2 separate regions of the Gossypium hirsutum genome follow, and region 2 is linked to region 1. The links are chromatin contacts, called in public Hi-C maps. All regions are on one chromosome and are shown on one strand. The core of a region is the stretch at or near the end of the contact, and the rest is flanking DNA. Distances in the headings are between cores, read along the strand shown. Region 1 holds the start of LOC107945425 (KH domain-containing protein HEN4). Region 2 holds the start of LOC107945421 (pentatricopeptide repeat-containing protein At5g65560).

The links. Hi-C and Micro-C count contacts between places; a contact is called where the count stands out from the background.
Region 2: a contact with region 1 is called in a Hi-C map of fibers, with 4 times the contacts expected there. The contact joins the promoter of LOC107945421 here to the promoter of LOC107945425 in region 1. A contact is called at or near these places in 20 of 34 Hi-C or Micro-C datasets (anther, callus, fibers and 5 more).

Annotation. Positions count from the first base shown.
Region 1 is chrD12:20,630,415-20,635,867 of Gossypium_hirsutum_v2.1, forward strand. LOC107945425 (KH domain-containing protein HEN4) reads right to left here and starts at 2,001. Exons shown (of 8, transcript XM_041106585.1): 1 at 1,175-2,001; 2 at 423-863; 3 at 46-315. The coding sequence starts at 1,708.
Region 2 is chrD12:21,041,862-21,047,296 of Gossypium_hirsutum_v2.1, forward strand. It overlaps LOC107945421 (pentatricopeptide repeat-containing protein At5g65560), which reads left to right and starts at 1,813. Exons shown (of 4, transcript XM_041108543.1): 1 at 1,813-5,191. The coding sequence starts at 2,018. The coding sequence ends at 4,777.

The DNA.
Region 1 (5,453 bases), core at 751-3,250:
CATTTCAACAAACATAAACACTTGCTAAAGAAACAACATTTGCACCTGTACTACATTCTCCGGAGAATGGCCCAGTGATAGCTCCTCAATCAAGACTTGTATGTCAGCGCCAGTGAGTTCTGCAATCTCAAAAAGTACCCTACCTTCTTTGTCCTTCAAGCAGTGGACAATGTTGGAAGCAACTAGAAGCCTAAGAGTCACAGGAGTGCCCTTAATCAGGACTGACTGAAATCCTCTCTCAATGTCAGCTTCAACGGATCTTGCAAATACAAGAACAACAGCATTTTGTGCAGGAGAATACTGTGATTCAAGGTTCTACAGTAAACAAAAGCCGTTTCAAGTCAGAAGGTATGCACAGGCAATGCTGTCTATAAAAAACTACTGGCATTAGGAAAACCTCTGCAATCAGCTTTGAGACTAACCTCCAAGGCAGAAATGGTGACAACACGATCACGATGATCGGTTTCCAGGGACTCAAACATTATAGAAGCACCAGTTTGATTTTGCAAAGCTTTGACAATGGCACCCTTCTTGCCAATGATGGCCCCAGCAGCACCATTGGAACAAAGCATTCTAAAGACAACTTTTTGAGTACGATCTGAATCCGGTTTGGGATCTCCATCACCAACCACCAACGAAAAGTTGGCATTAGAAACACCTCTCACCAAATTTTCAAGCATGGGTGGGAAAAGCGAACTAAGATGCGGAAAAAGTTCTTCGCCTGAATTAGGGGAGGTTCCACGTGAAGGTTGCTCAGTAGGCATACTCATCTGCGTTGGCTCTTTGTCCGTGGATGGGCAAGCTTGAAGATAGCCAGATACAGCAACCAGCGCTTTCTTCACAGCCAAAGTACCACCAGTTATCTGCCAAATTACTAAAACTAATCAAACAAACAAGTTATAGTGATATTAACTACATTCAACGATAATTCGTAATGCTTGTTTATAAGTTCTTCGTTCAATTGAAGCAGTACAACCACAATTAACCACCACCATTTTCACATTCAGAACAGAAGTTTCATCAATATCCCTGTTTTTTTCTGTATGTTACATATGGGAGCCCATTTAGTTCAGGCCACACTACCAGGCATTCACACGTGCTATATTGTTACAATTATTTATATTTTCTTTCACTTTCTCGAGAACCAAACAAACAATTAAAAACAACCTCTTACCTGAATTAACTGATCAATTTTTCTTCCGCATGGCGGCGGCGGCAAAATCCTAATTTTCGCTCCACTCTCTGTCCTCATTCTCACAATATTCTTCCCTCCTTTCCCCACAACGAAACCAATTTGTGCCGTCTCAGCCAGCACACCACAGTAAGCTTCTTCATCCTCACCATCGCACGCGTTTCCCCACTCTCTCTCCGCTTCCACTTCCCACACGCGCTGGAAGACCCTAATCATTGCTTCCTGAGCACACGAAACGTAACATACTTCTCCCTCACCCAAACTAAACTGTCTTTCGACCGATCCCGACCCCACTACCAATATAACTCGGTGATCCGACCCGCCGACAGATTCTTCGCAGTGGATTCTAGAGGAAGTCTCGCGGCGAAGTTGAGAAACAACGGCGCCGGAGCTCCCGATGAATCCGCCGATGGATGATGCGTGGCATATTACACGAAATGACACCTGGCCCGGCAAGGGAACGATCTTCGGCGGTGGGGCTTGGCGTCCCCTCCGATGGTTATAGGAGTTTTGCATTTGGAAGATGACAAAAGACAGGATGGTGACTCAGTGAGTGCAACGGAGAAAATGGGAAACGCGGTGTATGAATTAGAGAAGGGGAGTGACTGAGTTGCGACCGAGTATTCAGCTTTGGGAATAAATGAAAAGTAGAAATAGCTTTCTTTGTGGATTTCTGAAAGAAAATTCTCATGATATGTCGGAATAATTGGCAAGAGAATTAAAATGGAAAAAGAGAAATTATTTCACTCCTTAAATTTGGCTAATTTGACTTCATTTCACTTTATTTAATGTTTGAAATGACTGTCTTTATTTTTTATTTAGTGTTAGCGCGATAAAAATAGAGATTGGATTCTTGGATATATATTTAAGGTATTATTCGATTTTTTATGTAGAATTTTGGGTATTTTAGATAGTTTAAAACTTATTCATTGAAAAGACCATGGTAAGGTAGTTATTCAATCAAATAGTTAAAGCTATATACGGTAGTGTTTCGAAGATATCAAACTCTGCACTGATCAAAAGGATACACTGCATATTGTCTCAAGAAAGTTAATAGACTTTACGATACATTTTTAGGGAGGAGAATCAAAGTGTTGATTATCTAGCCAAATTGACTTTTGAAAGAAAATATGTTTTATAACTGGTTGAGGCCCTTCCAAAAGACGCTTTAGCATTTCTTAAAGCAGATAAAGAGAAATTTTTGCATCCCTCATTATTTTCGTGTAACTTAGTTTCGTAATGTTTTTCTTTCACCAAAAGAATACATTGTGGCATATATAGAAAAATAATTAATTAATTATATTTTAAATATTCTTATAAATTTATATAGGCATTAAAAATTCATTTCTAATTATCTATTGAGGGTTCGTTTGTTTACATGTAAAAGGTTTTACGGAAAATATTTTTTGTATTTTCCTGTATTTGTTTCACAGAAAACAACTTAGTCAACAGAAAATAACTTATAGGTCAACGTAAAATAAGTTTTTTTCTTGTAAAATTACTTACCCTTTTAAAGTATTATATAGGTAATAAATTTTATTATATTGGTAATAAATTTATTTTTATTTTTTAAAATATTTAAAATATTAATATAAAATATTATATTTTTTAATATTATTAAATATACATATTTAATTATTATAATAAATTATTAATATAATTTATTATTTTAATAATAAATTTTAAATAATATTCTTCACATATTATTAAAAATATTCAATATTAATATTTTAATAATAAATATTTATTACAATTATAAATATATTAGTAATAAATGTTTTGTAGTATAAAATTTAAAATATGTCATAAGTCTATGTACTCTTCATAAATTTGTAATTTAGCCTCTGTACTGTTATTTTCAAGAATTTAGTCCATCTACTTCTCAGATTTGAAAATCAAGTTCAATTGTTGACATTGTTAAATTTTTTTATCAATTTTGTTGATGTCACATTTTTAAATAAAAAATACTCACTTGATAGTCATCTAACTAAAAATGACATTGTAATAAACTTGAATTTAACAAAATATTTTTAATATATGCATAGTCAATGTAAAATATAAATTTATATATATAAAATAAACTCAATTAAACAATAAAAAGATAAGAAAATCTCAAAGTATATTTGTTTAATTGAAAACAGCTTTTATGAGATATTTTTAAGAAATCTATCAAACAACAGAAAATATTAACTTTTTCAAGAAAGTAAGTCATTTTTCAAAAATCATTTTTCAAAAGCTATTTTCAGTGAAACAAATAGGCCCTAATTTTATTTTTTAATAAAAAAATTTATTTACATTTTAAAAAATAAAAGCAATCCTAAAATTTTAATATATAATGATTTTAAATATTAAGTTATGATAGTAATAAATATTAAAGTATAATAATTTTAATTAAATAATCATAATTTTTAAAATTTTAACATTTTAGATTAATATGGAAATAAATGATTAACTTATTATTTAATTAACATGAAGTGTATAAAATTATATTGAGGAATTGTTTAATGATCATTCGCTCACCATTTAATTAATACATAATGTGTCAAATATATATAAATGTATTCAATAATTCTTAACACAATGAATACATAGACTGATTCCAGATAGTATTACTCCTTCTAATTGTTCCTATCTTTGGAACTCATTATCTAATGTTTGGGACAAGGTCAAGAAGGGATTGTTTTGAGTGATAAAAGATGGAAGTGATTAACTTTTGGAATGATGATTGGGTAAGAGAAGTGGGACCTTTAAAATATCATTTTAATGGTCATGGGATTCTTGATGAAGCAACTTGAGTTGTGATGCGACTTTATCATATGGTATATGGAATACACAATAGTTATCAATGGTGCTTCCCCAACAAGTGGTCGAACAGATTAGGGCCTGCAAAGCACCAATGTGAGAAGCAAGGGAGGATCCGAATACGCTGCCATGATTTATGTGGAGCTTTGGGTGCAGATTCACGATTTGTCTCTGGGTTTGATGTCGGAAGCAATGGTGCGACAATTTGGTTCTTTTCTGGGTAGTTTTCTTGATTATGATGCGAAGATTTAATTTATTGTGCAAAGAGGTATATGAGGATTAAGGTTCAACTAGATGTTCGACTTCTATTGAAGCGTAAAAAAAAGATTGTGTTAGGAGCTAGTAGGACGGTATATGCTAGGTTTAAGTATGAAAAGCTTAGCCTATTTTGTTTTCTCTATGGTAAGCTTGGTCGTGGGGAGAGTTTTTTCCCAGTTAGGGTGAGGACAGATCTAGCTAAGATCATTTTTGGTTGGGATATTTCGTTACGTGCTCTAGTGAGAAGAAGATCCTCGTTGGTTAGCTGATGGTTACGGAAGCCGGATGAAACGGTGAGCCAGAGATTGGATAAGAATAGGAGTATGAACGGGTGTAATTTTTGGGATAACGTTATGGATTTCTATCCAAATCGCAATCAAAATTTCTAAGGTCCATAAGATTCCAATCGGTTAAAGCAAAGGAAAGAGTATCTAACTGGGAGAATAACTTGAATATTAATGAGCCTAATGATTCTAGGCTTATAAAGTTGGGCTCTGATGGTGAAGAATGTCCTATTCAATTTGTTGATAAGAAAAAAAGACAACGAACACTTGGAGTAACCTCTGTTGATTTGTTCAATGGTGATGTTGGGGTGGTAGGGGAAGGTCAAGATAGATCGGCTAGCTCTACAATGCAGGGTGGTGAGCGTAATGAAAACCCTAAGTTGGGATGTTTCTGGGCAAGGAAAACCATGGGCTATAAATCGTCTTAAGAATAAGTTGAGAGAAATTTGTCCCAAAATTATGTTTCTTATGGAAACAAAAGTTAGCTCGAGAATGATAGAAGTAGTTAGGAGGAAGTGTGGATTTCCTAATGAAATCGATGTGGGTGTAGTGGGTTCTAGAGGAGGATTATCATTGGGTTGGCTACAAAGTTGTGTGGTTAGTTTGCAAAGTTATTCGCAGTATCATATTGATATTGAAATTCAAGATGAACAAGAGGGTTTATTATGGCGTTTTATTGGTTTTTATGGGCATCCTGAGGAACAACTAAGGAGTTATTCTTGGGACCGCCAATTGGGTCAAGATCAATATATTTTGTGGTTGGTAGTTGGGGGCTTAAATGAGATTCTTTTGAAAAAAAAGATGGATGATTGCGTGCGGAGAGGAATATGGAGGCTTTTAGATCTTCTCTGCAAGATTTGTGATCTAAGTGATTTGAGGTTTTTAGGATGTTGGTTTACGTAGGAAAGAGGTAGATT
Region 2 (5,435 bases), core at 563-3,062, 410 kb after region 1:
TTCGGTCAGCTTGCCTCTTGGTAGCCGCCGATCTCAATAAATTTTGTATTTCCAATTGCTCAGAACTGTCTAACATCACTTTTGAGAAGGCTCTATCACAGCTTTCGACATCATCTTTTTTTAATCTTTTAGTTCCGTCCACCTCAACATCTCTCTTGTCAATCCTTGCAAGATCTCATTCTGGGGACTTCTTCTTTCCCACACTATTCTCAGCCTTTGTTTGTATCACCGTGGCCATTGGTTTTATTCTTTTCCAGCTTGTTTTCTTTTCATGGTTTACGTTTTTACACTCTTGTACCTTGCTGCTATTTGCCTTCTTAGCCTCTTCTAACCCAAATATGCTTCCCTGCTCATTTATCATCTCTTTCCCTCCCATCAATTCCATATACTCCTGTACTTCCCGAATCTCGTTATTCTATTTTTCCATTATCTTAGAATTTTCTATCAACACTACTTTTCCTCCTGTGTAAGAGCTTTGAACCCCCACCTTCTTCGTCATAGCATTAAGTTTCATACTTTCTTTTCCAACTAATTTTGATTCTGCTTTTAAAGCCAACGAATAAGGTGGATCAATACTAATTTTTCTTTTTCTTGCAGGTATTATTTGAGTGCAATCTGTTATCCCGTGCCCCATTCTTCCACATCCAAAACAAAATGTCGGTAGATTATCGTACTTAAAAGGAACCCACGTTTTATTAACATTAATACTAGAGACAAAAATACCTCGGCGTAGTGGTTTCCGAACATCCAAATTGATTCTGAGTCGACAGCAAGCATCGTTAATTTCAAATCTGATAACCCCCCAAACGTAACACCAATTGCATGCAAGGGATCTTTCTTATCAAATTCTGGTAAATACGAATCAATTTTTATCCAAAGCGGTGAAGAATTTAGACTAATTTGATCTCTTTCCACCTCCTAAACTAAATTTAGACTAATTTGATCTCTTTCCACCTCCTAAACTAACCTATTGAATAAAATAATACTTTTACGGAAAAGCCAATGTCTCCCCTCCATAATCGTCTCCAGATCTTCCAAATCAAACACTATCAAAAATAGATTTTGCCCCACCCGCTGGATCTCAAACTTTTTCCTTGTCTTCCATATACTTTTCATTTGTGCCCTAAAGCTTTCTGGGTTGTAAAGCTTTTCTGTCCAAACTGTGCATATCAGCGTTGGTTTAGAATTTGGTACCACCACCGACCCCTTGACTGATAATTGGATGAGTTCTTCTGCTAGGAGAGAGATCTCATCCCTCCCCTCTCTATTCTCACCACCGCTTTCCTCTATCCCAAGCCGCAGTAACTATTTTCTCTAGGACTCTACGTAAAGCACTCTTGGGAGCAGAAAGAGATTTTTAGTTTCGTGGGATGGGTCAATTTTTTTTAATTAACCTTAAAAGTTACACTTACTTTCAAATTAACAAATTGTGAAAAAGGAAATTTTAGTTTGTCTAAAAATTGAGATCTGCTTCAAACATAAACTGAAAATTTTGAGAATCAAACCTTTAGAAATGTCTATTTCTAACTATTTTTAGAATCAGACTGGATCAGTTGGTTGGATTGAGGATCAGTTAAAGTATCGATCTGAATAAAACATTAAATCAATTAACCCACAAACTGATTGAAAGATGCAAACTCGTTTTATATCATGTTTTTATTATTATACTTTATTGTTTTATTGTATTTTATGCAAAAAAATATTGTAATTTAAATTTATTGCATTTTATGAAATATTAAGTACAGTGATAAGACACATTATATTCTTAATAAGAGAACACATGTTTAAACTTTAAAAAGGACATTATTATAAGGGGCATCCTAAACATAAAGCATAAAACAAACATGAAAATATTAAAATGAAATTAACGATTCTTTATTAGGGAAGCCCAAATTACGCAGCCCAAAACCCAAAGCACGCCTGGGAAACGTTTATCTCAGTGCATCCTACCTAATCAATCAATCCTCCATTACCTAAACTCCAGCCGCTTCCGTGATTCTTCTTATCAATCATTTCCATGAATGGATCCTCCATCATCGCCACCATCAGAACCTCCACGATGAGAACGCCGGCGGCTATTATGAAACATGTTGAGTCCTTCCATTTCCGCTGCTTCCTCCTCACCAAACCCTTCTCGTCATTCCCTTCATCTCTTCCCATAGACCCTGAGCCACCCGATCACGATCTCCCTTTGCTCCTTCACTCCATTCTCTCCAAACCCAATTGGCAAAAGCACCCTTCCCTCCCTAAACTCCTCCCTTCCATTTCCCCTTCCCATGTCCATTCCCTCTTCTCCCTCAACCCTTATCTTCTCCCCCAAACTGCTCTCGATTTCTCCTATTGGATCTCCCAGAAACCCACTTTCAAACACTCTGTTTATTCCTATTCTGCCCTTTTGAACATCCTTGTTGCTTACAAGTTCTTCGGCCCTGCTGACAAAATACGCCTCGCCATGATCAAATCCTCCGCTTCCATCCACGAATCCCGGTTCGTTTTTGAATTAATAATGGAAATGAATAAGAATGAGCAACTTCATTCCTGTTTTAAGCTTTCCCTTAGATCCTACAATTTTTTGTTGATGTCGTTATCGAAATTCTTGATGATTGATGAAATGAAATCCGTTTATAGTGAGATGTTGAACAATAGGGTTTCACCCAATATTTTTACTTGGAATACTATGGTTAATGGTTATTGTAAGATTGGGAATGTGGTTGAGGCTCAACGCTATGTCACTAAAATCGTCCAAGCGGGATTAAATCCCGATACCTTTACTTATACTTCGTTAATATTGGGGCATTGTAGGAATAAGGATGTAGATAGCGCATTTAGGATTTTTAGAATGATGCCAAGTAAGGGTTGTCGAAGAAATGAGGTTTCGTATACGAATCTTATTCACGGTCTATGTGAGGCTGAACGGGTTGATGAGGCTATTAAGTTGTTTGAGGCGATGGGGGAGGATTTTTGTTATCCTACGGTTCGTACATACACTGTGATTATTTTTGGATTGTGTGAAACCGGGAGGAAGCCAGAAGGAATAAAATTGTTCAAGGAAATGTCACAGAAAGGGTGTGAGCCGAATGCTCATACTTATACAGTAATCATTGATAGCTTATGTAAAGACAATAAGGTTGATGAGGCAAGGGAAATGGTAGGTAGGATGTTAGGGAAAGGGCTGGTTCCAAGTGTGGTCACCTACAATGCTTTGATTGATGGATACTGCAAACATGGAGCAATGGAGGCTGCATTGGAAGTTTTGGGTACGATGGAGTCTAATAATTGTTTTCCCAATGAGCGAACCTATAATGAATTGATAGCTGGGTTTTGTAAGAAGAATGTTCACAAGGCAATGGCATTTCTTGATAAGATGCTTGAACTTAAGCTGGTACCTAATGTGGTCACATATAATTCATTAATTCATGGGCAATGTAAAATGGGGCAGTTGGATAATGCCTTTAGGCTGCTTGAGATGATGAAGGAGAATGGTTTGGTTCCTGACCAATGGACTTACAGTGTTCTTATTGACTCCCTTTGTAAAGTTGATAGGATAGAAGAAGCTCGTAATCTCTTTGACTCTCTCAAGGAGAAAAGCTTAAAAGCAAATGAAGTTATATATACTGCTTTGATTGATGGATACTGCAAGGTTGGGAAAATTGAAGATGCTAATTATTTGCTTGATAGAATGATTAATCAGGGCTGCTTGCCAAACTCATGCACTTACAATGCCATTATAGATGGGTTGTGCAACATGAAAAATATGAAGGAAGCATTGTCGACGGTGAAAAAGATGGCAGGGATGGGTGTGAAGCCTACGGTAGATACCTATACAATTTTCATCAAATGGATGCTTAAAGAAGGTGACTTCGATCATGCGCATGGGAATCTTGATCAACTAATTTCCTCAGGATGTCAACCTGATGTATTAACCTATACTGCTTTTATTCGTGCATATTGTGGTTCAGGGAGACTAAAAGAAGCAGAGGATATGATGATTAGGATGAAGGAAGAAGGAGTTTTTCCTGATTCTTTGACATACACATTACTTCTAGATGCATATGGATGCCTGGGATTGATGCATTCTGCATTTGATGTTCTCAAATGTATGTTTGATGCTGGCTGTGAGCCTTCTCATCATACATACTCTATTTTATTCAAGTATCTGTTGAAGGACCGAGGGACAAAGGATGACAGCCCTGCAGTGAATTTGGTTTCAAATGGCATGTTGTTTGATCGTGCTGATGTCTGGAAGTCAATGGAATTTGACACTGCTTTGGAATTGTTTGAGAAAATGCGTCAGCATGGTTGTGTACCCAATGCTAACACTTATGGCAAGCTTATTATAGGACTTTGCAAAGTTGGCCGCTTTGTCGTAGTACAGAAGTTATTTGATCATATGAGAGATCAAGGAATATCTCCTGGTGAAGATGCCTACAACTCTCTTCTTAATTGTTTCTGTGAGTTGGGAATGTATGATAATGCTATGATAGTGGTGGACCTAATGATCAAATCTAGCCAGTTACCCCATCTGGACTCCTACAGGCAACTGATTTGTGGACTATATGATCAAGGGGATAAGGAGAAGGTTGATACACTTTTCGCCAACTTGCTTCGTTGTGGTTATAGCAGTGATGAAGTAGCTTGGAAGATTCTTATTGATGGTTTACTGAAAAAGGGGCTTGCTGATAGATGCAGTGAACTCTTAAGCATCATGGAAAAAATGGGCTGCCAGCTCCACCCTAATACATATTCATTGTTAATTGAAGGAATTGATGGAGCGTAGATTCTTTGTATTTTATCTTTTGAGATTCTTGCATTTTTGTTACTGAAGGGGGCCATTGCATTGCTCTTCCTCCTATATGGGTGCTAGTGATGTACAGATTGAAAACTGCATTCCTTTCCACATGCAGTCTCAATACATAAAACCTGGGGAACTTGTTTAAATTGAAGCATTTCTACGAGGCTGGAACTGAGGGAGCAGTTTTTCAGTGAGAAGCTCACACATCCCTGAATTCCTGGTCACGGTAGTGGTAATGGCCCCTCATCATGCAAACCACTCTAGCTGGCAATCTAGAGGCAAGTACACAGTTTCTTTTGTCCTATTTGTTCAAATAATAGTATTACATCCCTGAATTCCTGGTCACGGTAGTGGTAATGGCCCCTCATCATGCAAACCACTCGAGCTGGCAATCTAGAGGCAAGTACACAGTTTCTTTTGTCCTATTTGTTCAAATAATAGTATTTTTGAGCTCTCTATTAATCTTGTTCTTTGTAGTTCTATCCTAAACAGCATAAATGAAGTACTAAATTGTATCCTGTATAAGTCAGGCAGGCACATCAGAAATTGTGCTTAAATTAATTCACCATTATTAAGTTGCAAAGTTCTTTTCCAAATATTTTCACATGATTTACCTTGGATGGTTTTTGTTGAGCAAGATACT